2 separate regions of the Pan troglodytes genome follow, and region 1 is linked to region 2. Evidence: chromatin contacts called from public Hi-C data. All regions are on one chromosome and are shown on one strand. The core of a region is the stretch at or near the end of the contact, and the rest is flanking DNA. Distances in the headings are between cores, read along the strand shown.

The links. A called contact is a pair of places that touch in the nucleus more often than the background predicts.
Region 1: a Hi-C map of stem cell-derived neural progenitor cells shows a contact between it and region 2, with 3 times the contacts expected there. The contact joins the enhancer-like site here to the promoter of SEPTIN11 in region 2. A contact is called at or near these places in 1 of 7 Hi-C or Micro-C datasets (stem cell-derived neural progenitor cells) and 1 of 1 datasets of contacts at active chromatin or transcription factors (stem cell-derived excitatory neurons).

Annotation. Positions count from the first base shown.
Region 1 is chr3:53,540,136-53,544,798 of NHGRI_mPanTro3-v2.0_pri, forward strand. All of the region lies in intron 5 of SHROOM3 (shroom family member 3), which reads right to left. Among named protein-coding and RNA genes, the nearest start is that of CCDC158, 160 kb to the right of the region's middle. Within about 2 kb of position 2,381, at least 5 of the 24 cell types and tissues checked have an H3K27ac peak or open chromatin away from gene starts, as enhancers often do. A contact at or near this core is called in stem cell-derived neural progenitor cells, where this site is marked.
Region 2 is chr3:53,181,718-53,186,638 of NHGRI_mPanTro3-v2.0_pri, forward strand. SEPTIN11 (septin 11) reads right to left here and starts at 1,354. Exons shown (of 10, transcript XM_054682944.2): 1 at 1,055-1,354. The coding sequence starts at 1,081. LOC104006065 (a long non-coding RNA gene) reads left to right here and starts at 2,739. Exons shown (of 4, transcript XR_008547508.1): 1 at 2,739-2,824.

The DNA of each region.
Region 1 (4,663 bases), core at 1,131-3,630, 360 kb after region 2:
TTTCTTGTGCCCCATTGTGTATTGTGCTGTCCACAGCACCAGTAGGGACCCTCACCAGACAGCAGTCAGGGAGCCTGGCAGGCATTCCACAGTTCCTGGAAGGAGGCTTTTAAAAATGGTCACTCGGGAAACAATAAACTTAAGATACTTAATCCCCTTGCCCTCCAATCTAACTCTCTAATGATATTGTTCTTGGAATAAAATATCTATTTATCATAGTTATTAATGAATGTGTTAAATTACATATTTGGAGTGCGCTGGTACTCTGCAGACCTGAACAAGGGCTTTCTACACTCTTAATATAAAACGTGGGGTTTGTGACTTTGTTTACTTTTAAGTATTGTTAAGAAGTTTTTCAACCAGCTCTCTCCTCTTCCTTTCTGTACCTTTTTAGGATACTGGGGTTTTTATGGAAGACAATGATTAGGGCTAAGATTAGGGAATAAGATGAGGGTATTTATCCCTCTCCATACAAAAAATGACTTATACTTAACTCAGGAAATTACCTTTGATTTATATATTCTCTAGGTTGTAATTCATAAGCGAAGGTAGATTTTTGAAATATAAAAATGTTCAATATCTATTTAGCTTTCCAATGTTCATTTCTCTTTAACTATTTCAACATTTATAAATTCACTTTGTGTCTACCTACCTATGGATCCATATTTTAAAATCACTTGCATATACACTATATTTTTAAGTGATTGCTGTAGACTTGTGTGATGATCATATTTCATCTGATGGGTAATGCCATTTCTGGTGCTTTTATTCACCAAAGCAGTAATTTTTATGTTTATATTAAATGTCACTAATGTGTTATTTTATTATAGGAAAATGTTTTTATAAAGACACTTTAGCTAACTGCTGAAAAAAATGGAAAACTCCAACTGGCTGTAATCATTGGAAGAAAAAACACACTTGAGGATGATTAGCACAGATTTTGAATGACCTGTTTGCCCTATTGCTGTTTATCACTTGAACAGAATCATTGAGAACGGGTAAACACCTTCCTTTCATGAAGGTGTTTACATCCTTGAAATTAATGAGATGGGAAAAGTAGTCTCAGAACCTCTTTAGATTTATAAAGAGAACTTTACCCATTTTCAGAATGTTTTCAATGAAAAAAATTTAAATCCAAGGGAAAATTACTTTCCTTCCTATCACAACAAAACAGACAGGGTGAAAACACTAGTCCCAAACCACCAGTCTTTTTTATCAATCTTCAATTATTAAATCCTCAAGTTACAAATACGGTGACAGCAACCCCAGAGAAAAGACAGGATGGTCCCTGAAGTATGTGTCAATTGATTTACAAGTAAAATGAAATCAGAGCATAGTTAAGGATTAATCAGAATCACACAGAAGCACGTTCTTAAGCATCTCAACTGTTGCTTAAATGTAGGTGCTTGCATTTATAATCCGACCTTCTCTGAAACATAAAGGATGAGAAGAGTGAGCCAACCAATCAATACAATCCAATTTTGCTGTTGAAGTGCAATTCATTGATTCACCCATGTTGAACAGACCTAAAAAACAAAAGCTGCCTTCATATCCCAAATAAGAAAGTTAAAGATAGCTTTAAAAATAAGTTATAATTAAAATTAGGCTGTAAATCCTGAGGTTGCATGATTGGAGGGAGCCAAGATGTTCAGGCTGACTTGGTCTTATTACACAAGTTAGCATATATATTTGTTGGCCTTAACTAAAAGTTACTTTACTCTGTTATCACTTGAGCTTCTCATCAAATAGGAAAAAGTGCCCGTTGCCTGAGAGGACTAGAGTCATTTGTCAAGCTCTCTCCTCCCCATGTACATGTTTCTTTATTCTTTTATATTATTTTGTCAGCATATCTGACAGCCCAAAACCTTGGTGATTTCATCGCAAAGGCCTAACTTGAACAACTTCCCTACCTCTCTTTAGTTTACCTTCCCAATGCTGGCATTTCTGCCAACATCGACGGAGAAATAATGTCATCGAGAAATCGTTGGTTTAAAATGGACTTACCTTAAGGAAGTCTATGCCCAGGCAGGTCCATTGTCCTCAGTTATCTGTTGGTCATTTCTGTCCTGCGTGACACTGGGCCAAGGCTGGCCCACCGCGGGGGCTTGGTGGCTTGGGGGAGGTGGCCTAGAGGCACGGTTCTGCCCAGGAAGGATCCGCAGGAGCTAGCCCGAGGAAGACAGAGCTGAGACACAGGTGTCTGACACCACAGACGCACCTCCGCTGGGAACCTGGGCTGCCCTGATTAGCCAAACACAAAAGGCAGTTTGAATGACTGCCTCCTCCCGGCCAATCGCCGGCCGCCTGCCTGACAGGAGCTGGCCCGCTGATGTAAGGGGAAGTCCACTCGGCCAGAACCTGAGAACCGGTTTCCACCGCGCTGGCACGCCGACTCCGGCGTGCATTCCCGCCGCCACTTGCAGGAGCTGCCTGTCGTGCTGTGGTGTCCTGCCCGTCCCCAACAAGTGTCGCTCTAGGGTCCTCTGACTCATAAACACGACGTGCTGTGAAGACCATTAAAGCGAAGGTAAAGAAGAACACAGCGTCGGCAGCTTTATCTGCCCTTCCTCCCAGCCCTGGCGAGTCGGGCTTCTTTGTAGCTAATTAAGTTCAATTTTTAATTAGCTATGTTTTTTGCAAGCAACAGTTTCTTCCAGACACTGGGAGAAGAGGCAGGAACAATAAAGAAAGATCTTTCTACAGTCATTGTTCTCAACAATGAAATTCAGTATTATAAAAATCACCACAGACATAAAAATAGATCATTTATAATAAAGATGCTGCTCCTAAAAAAAGACAAAACAACAACACCACATTGCATCTTAAAATTCAGCACAGTGGGGTGCGATGCAGCCCGCCTTTGTAGATGAAATCATAACAGGTTTCCTAAACTCCATCCAGTTACAGACTTTACTTAAATCTATCATCTGAGGCCCTGAAACCGCAGTCCTTCGCAGCTGTATGGATAAGTAGTGCTTGATTCAAGTTTGGTATTTGCCCCAGACTGTAGGGGTCAGCTTAACAGTAACCATAGACACAAAGAGAGAGAGAAAGAGAAAAGGAACAGCACACACAGAAAGAAAATGGGACTCCAAGAGTGTCTGAGTTTATGGGTATGTAAATGTATTTTCCTTAGAGCCATCATGATGGGAAAATAATTATAGAATACACAGACAATTTATAAATTTCCTTGCAAAAGAATTTGAACAAGATTTGCAGGTTATTTTTAGGCACAGAAAGAAGAGAGAAAGGGAGCATGCCCCCCTGCCCACACACACAGAATTTTGAATTCACAGTGGCATTATTTTCTACCAGCAGTAGTAATCATTCCAAACACCAACAAAGTCTGAAGCATCCTCAAAGTATCATTGCATTTCAAAGGTGATACTAATTTTATTGAAAGATTGTTCCTGTATTAACTAGAATGTCTGTCTCTCTAGAATGTTCCACTTGAATTCCAGAGTTATTTATATCTCTATAATGTGAAATCTAAGGAAATGAAATTGAGGCAAATGTGGGATAGGAATGGGGTGGGGCACAGAATCATCTTTCAAAAGAAGAGAAGCCTCCCACTAGATCTGGCATCATAGATGCATTCGTTCAAAAGTAGCCTCCTTTTTTCTTAGGAAAGCACTGTTCTTATCCCAGCTTTATGTTTTCCTCTCCCCACCATGCAACCTCCCCAAAACACCACCACAGAGTGGAATTTCCTTCCATCATAGGCTACTCCCAGCAAGCCAGAGTTCAAGAGCAGCCAGGCCGTGCAATTCATTTTGAATATGTCAAATTTAACAACCTCCTGCTGCAGACCAGAGCTCATCTCCACTATGCGGAATGACGAATGGTCATGTTTGATGTTTGTTTATCACAATCAGCCGGCTAGTATGGGAACGCCATTCCTGAAAAGACCAGAACATTCACAGTAGTTTAAAGGAGCCAGGAGTGGACTCATTTGTGTCACCAGTCACTTCCTCATAGTCCAGCTCTGTCCAATTTAAGCTCACTTCAGATCCACTCTGCTCCAGATTCTCTGTGACAACATCCTCAACAGGTTGTGTTGGCTCAGGGAACTGTGTATATTGCATACACAGTCCTCATGGATGTTATGTTGTTACAGTAAAAGAAATCTATGTGACTCTTTTTTTTTTTTTTTTTTTGAGATGCAGTCTTGCTCTGTCGCCAGGCTGGCGTGCAGTGGTGCAATCTCAGCTCACTGCAACCTCTGCCTCCCGGATACAAGAGATTCTCCTGCCTCAGCCTCCCAAGTAGCTGGGATTACAGGCATGTGCCACCACGCCTGGCTAATTTTTTATTTTTTTTTAGTAGAGATGGGGTTTCACCGTGTTGGCCAGACTGGTTTTGAACTCCTGACCTCAGGTGATCTGCCCGCCTCAGCCTCCCAAAGTGCTGGGATTATAGGCGTGAGCCGCCGTACCCAGCCTCTATGTCACTCTTTAGGGAAACTAAAACAAGGAAAAGTTAAAAGCAATTAAATAACCTGTCCTTTCACAAATTATGAGATGAATAAGGAAAGCATTGATATTTACAAAGAATGGATGCCTATTAGTAATACTAGATTGAACCATATGAAATTGCCAATATTTGATAATTTTTGGTCCACTACAATAGAAATTTCATGTGGTTCCAACCTACAGTTGACCCA
Region 2 (4,921 bases), core at 104-2,603:
GACAGGGAAAGACATCGCCCGAGGCGCCCCCAAAGCCAGTAAGGCGAGTGGACTGTGAACATCGACGACGAAAAGGGGAAAGGGAAAACAGGAGGACTCCGCCTTTCCCACCCAGCTCCGCTCCTTTCAAAAAAAAGGAAAGGCCGCCGCCGCCCCTTCCTCCGCCTTTCACTTGGGGATGCGGAGCGGCCACTGAACCGCACCCTCGGAGTCCCGCTCCCCTCCGGCCCGGCCCCGGGGCGCGGACCGAGTCTTGCAACCCAGTAGGCGCGGCGCCTTGGCCCACACACTCGGGGCAAAGGTATCTCCTCCCTCCTACTCTCCTCCCTCCCGCCGTGGGGCACTCGATTCTTCACGCACCCGCCCGCCCTTCCTCTTCCTCGCGTCCCAGCCTCCTCAGCCCGCCGCCCCCGGCCTTTCAGCCGCAGAACATTTCAGTCCTTCCACCCACACCACAAGGGAGCCTCCAGAAAACTTTGTGTGTGTTATCTGGGGCTTTGTCCACATCCTGGGCAGGGCCCGCTCAGCCGGGTGGATGCCCGAGGGTGTCCGGGATCTCACAATGCGCTGGGGAGGCCACCACGGAAATCCCACCCCTCTGACCTGCTTCTACAGCTGTGCCACACGCAGCACTTCAGCTCGCAATTCCCATGCCCTGAGCGCCCCCTCGGCGCGGGGGAGACTGGAGGAAAGCCCCGAACCCGGCGCCCTTCTGGCTGTCACGAGGGAAGAGGTGCGCGGGCAGAGGGAGGCGGCTGAGACACGCCGCGCCTCAAAGAATTATTTTAAAGGGAACAGGAGAGGGGTCCTTTTTCTTTCGCATCCCCAGAAGAGGGACGCGACGAGGCGATCCACTGTTGCATCACGTAACTGAGCCCCTGGGCTCCTAACCCCGACCCCAGACGCGCGCCCAAATTCGTGCACACACCCACAGCCGTCGCCGCCGCCGCAGGGCCGAGCACCCGCCCGGCTCCCCTGTGGTCCTCACCGCACCCGCCCCAGAGCAGAGACCACCCGGCGCCCGAGGAGCAGCAGGCGAGGCCCCAGCACTCACAGACGGTCTCCCCACGGCCACGGCCATCGCAGCTGCGGCACCGGCTCCGGCTGCGCCCGGGTGCTTTCCGCCGACTCCGGCTGCTGCTAGTGCTCGGGCTCCGGCTCGCCTCCCTCGCGCCTCCCTCGCGGCTGCGCTCTGCTCGCCGGCGTCCCGCTGGCAGCCAGCGGCATCTGCTCCCCCCACGCCGCCGCCCCTCCCGCTTTATTAGAGCAACATGGCCACCCGCCTGGAAGGGACCATTCGCTTCCCCAGGAAGGGGTGTGAGCCTGCGCGCCCGGCCGCGGTGGTGGGCGGGAGGATGGTGGGCGGGCTCCGAGCCCAGCTCCACTGGCCCCGGCCGCAGGGCTCGCCCCTCCGTCCCCAAACGACCGTCTCCGCTGCCATGAGATGCCGACAGCCTGTGCGCTGGCCGCCACCCCCTGCTCCATCAGGTGCTGGAATCTGAGTAAAAGCCTGGGCGCGAGCTCTCAGCCCCGGGGCCTGCCACCGGCTCCACGAAGCGGGCAGCTCCAGCGGCCGCCGGGAGAAGGAAGGGCGACCGGGGGAGACGGGTCGCAGGGACAGCACGTGGCGGAAAGTTAGCCCCGGACTAGCACGCCCCACCCGGAGAAGCCGGCCTGGAAGGGGCTGCGGACCACCAGGCGGAGCGGTGGGCGACCGAAGTGCGGCTGGGCTGGCCTCCTCGTCTCCGCACTGGAAGAATTGCCCTTCCGCAAGTCTTCCCTTCCCACATGGGGGCCCTCCAGGCCGCACCTCGGTCGCCCACCGCTTCCCTTGAGAAGGGAGACTAAAGACAGGCATCTGGAAGCTGTCACTGTGGCGCGCGGGCAGACAGGGGATCCCATTGGAGAGGAAGAGCCGTAGTAGTCGCTGCTGCCTTCGGCCGACCCAACGGCCGCCTGCTTGGGAGGAAGAAAAAGAACGCCCCCGCTGAAGAATTAAGGCAGCCATTGGTTGCTCTAGGGGTAAGGACCGAGGCCTCCCCTGGGTGTCACTGGAGCAGCCACACATGGGGGATCAGCCGACTTCATTCGATCGCTGGCGACAGACCCGGCGACCCGTAGGAATGCGCGCTGGGGCTGCGGCTGGAGGGCGTGGCGACGGCAACAGGCGGGTGGCTCGAGTGGGTGCGACTCTGGGCGCGTGGGACTGAGAACTCCTCCGCCGTGGGGAAGATTTTTTTCCCAGCAGATGTTGGGGTGTTACTGCGTGTCTGAGGGGCCGGCGGAATGGAGGGGTCCCGGTTCGTGCGGGGCAGCGAGGTGTGTCAGATGAGCTGTGGATCCCTGCGGCCCCACGTGGGCCGGAGAGGGGGGCCCACGACAACAAGCGATTGAGGACAGCGATGGACAGGGCGGGGAACCAGCTGGGTGGAAGCACAGGGAAAGTGTGGTGAGGAGGGAAGGGCTGTGATCTGCCCTCGGTACGACGCCCCAAGGGACAGCCTGGCCTCCTGAATTAGGGAAAAGACAACCCGTCTCTTTAGACTGGGGCGCCTCAGAGTCTGACCTGAGTCTTCAAACGCCCAGATCCCCTGGGGCCTTGAGTCTCCCTTTCCCGCTGGCCCTGCCTCGCCTGCGCTTCAAGACTCCGACGCCCCCGCAGCCTTGGGCTAAGGGTCAGTCGTCCCCGGGCGCGGGTCCGGCTGCCCTGGAACTGATGCTGGATTTCGCTGGTAGGTGGGCGAGGGGCTTGGTCACCCGGTCTGAATTCCACTGTCAGGACAGCTGTGGAACCGCCAGAGAAAAGTCTGGCCATGAAAGAAAGGTGAGGGGCGCCGACGCAGAGCTTATTTATTCAGTCTGTGGGCGGACTCAGACGTGCAGAGCACCAGCCTCTTCAATTTCTGCCCTCTAGACTCCAAATCTTTTGAAATTAGGGACCACCATTTTATGCCAAACATACAGTAGGCGCTCAATAAGTGTTGAATTAAGATTACACATAAATGGGCCGGGCGCGGTGGCTCACGCCTGTAATCCCAGCACCTTGGGAGGCTGAGGTGGGCCAACATGGTGAAACCTTGGCTGTAAAAAAATGCAAAAATTAGCCAGTCATGGTGGCGCTTGCCTGTAGTCCCAGCTACTATAGAGGCTGAGGTGGGAGAGTCGCTTGAACTCTGGAGGCGGAGGTTGCAGTGAGCCGAGATCGCGCCACTACACTCCAGTCTGGGTGACACAGTGAGACCCTGTCTCAAAAAATATATAATAATAAGATTACACACAGATGGGTGCTGTGCAAAGGGAGGGGGAAGACAAATACTTTCTTCTGCAGCTCTGGTACATGGACATTTTGTCCTTTCTCCATAAGGAGGATCAGACAGCAGCAGCACTGCCCATGGGCCAGAGGCCTCATGTAAGGCCTGGGAAAAGAGGGCTCCACACACCACCAACCGGATGTAAGGGCAGTTGCAAAGGAACTGTGTTATCTTGACCAGAACAGACTGTAGAATTTGTTTATCAAATTTTTTTTTTTTACTTATTTATTTTGTGAATGTATATGCTGTAAACTCATCTGCTTAGATTATAAGAATGTGAATGCCCTACCTTGGTGGGTAGGTTAGTTTATTCTAATCAGCAAAACTTAACGTTACATATTCCAACATCTCATTTGGGATGTGAGGATGCTATGGGGAGGATGGGTATCCTGGCATTGCTAGGATGTTGGAGCCTTAGCGAGAGAGTGGCAGAGTGGGGAGAACCTGGCACTTCAGCTACAGATGATCACTTATGAGCTTTGTTATATCAAATAAGTTAAACTTTCATCTCATTTCTTTTTTCTATTGTAAAATAGGGTAGTAACAGTGAGTCCTGGGGGAGGACGTGTTCTGTTAGCCAGATCCACTCTCCAACCTGCTGTCTGTCCCTTGGAGCCTTAACTCAAGAGACGTTCTTTCCCTCTAGCTTCCAGTTGAGTGAAGGCACTAGGAAGCAACAGCGATGGAACAAAGAGGAAGGAGTATGCTTATTTATTCCCCCCTGGCTCCCTTGCTGTGGCACCATTGCAAGCTGGCTGCCTCCCTCAACCAAAGGAAGCAGCCAGTATCCCTCCCTAGGGTGACCCAGAGTAAACCCCTATGGTTTCCCTTCATTTTGCACATACCTTTGCAAATAGTCTTTTTATAAAACTCTACTCACATTATCCAGTAGGAAGGTAACATCTCATTCCTTCACAGAATTGTTTTGAGAGTTAACTGAGAAAATACTGTATTATTATTATTAGAATGACCTATAATTTCTGTCCAAACTGAGAAGCTTTTGAGGCTGGGAAAAGGGGGTTTGTGCTGATAGTAATGATGTCAGGACAATAGGAAAAACAAGGACTTATGGCCACCCCAGCTATTATTGCCAGTAAACTCTGCTTTAGACATATTAAGCAATCAAGAGGTGGTCGTACTATCACGCTTCTGTCACTAGACTATGAATGTCTCAAGGTAAGAGTGCTTTTTTGTCTATTAGCTTCTGTCACATGGTCTGGTATATTCAATAAATTTTGAGTTGGAGATGAGGGTAAAGACTAGGAAATGAATAATTTTTATTGCCATACTAAGGTAATGAAGAGTCAAGGAGGTCTTTAAGCAAAGAAAATTTGCATTTTAGAAAACAGCTATAGTGAATATTTGACATTGTTAGTAATTTAGGGTCTATTCCCTTTTTAATTGAACCCCAATTTATTTGGAGAGCTTTTCCAATGAATGTTTCAACTTGGTAAAAAGTAAATGCCTCTTAAAAAAGAGGTTCTGGGCCAGGCGTACTGGTTCATGCCTTGTAATCCCAGCACTTTGGGAGGCCAAGGCGGGCAGATCACCTGAGGTCAAGAGTTCGAGACCAGCCTGGCCAACATGGCGAAACCCCACCTCTACTAAAA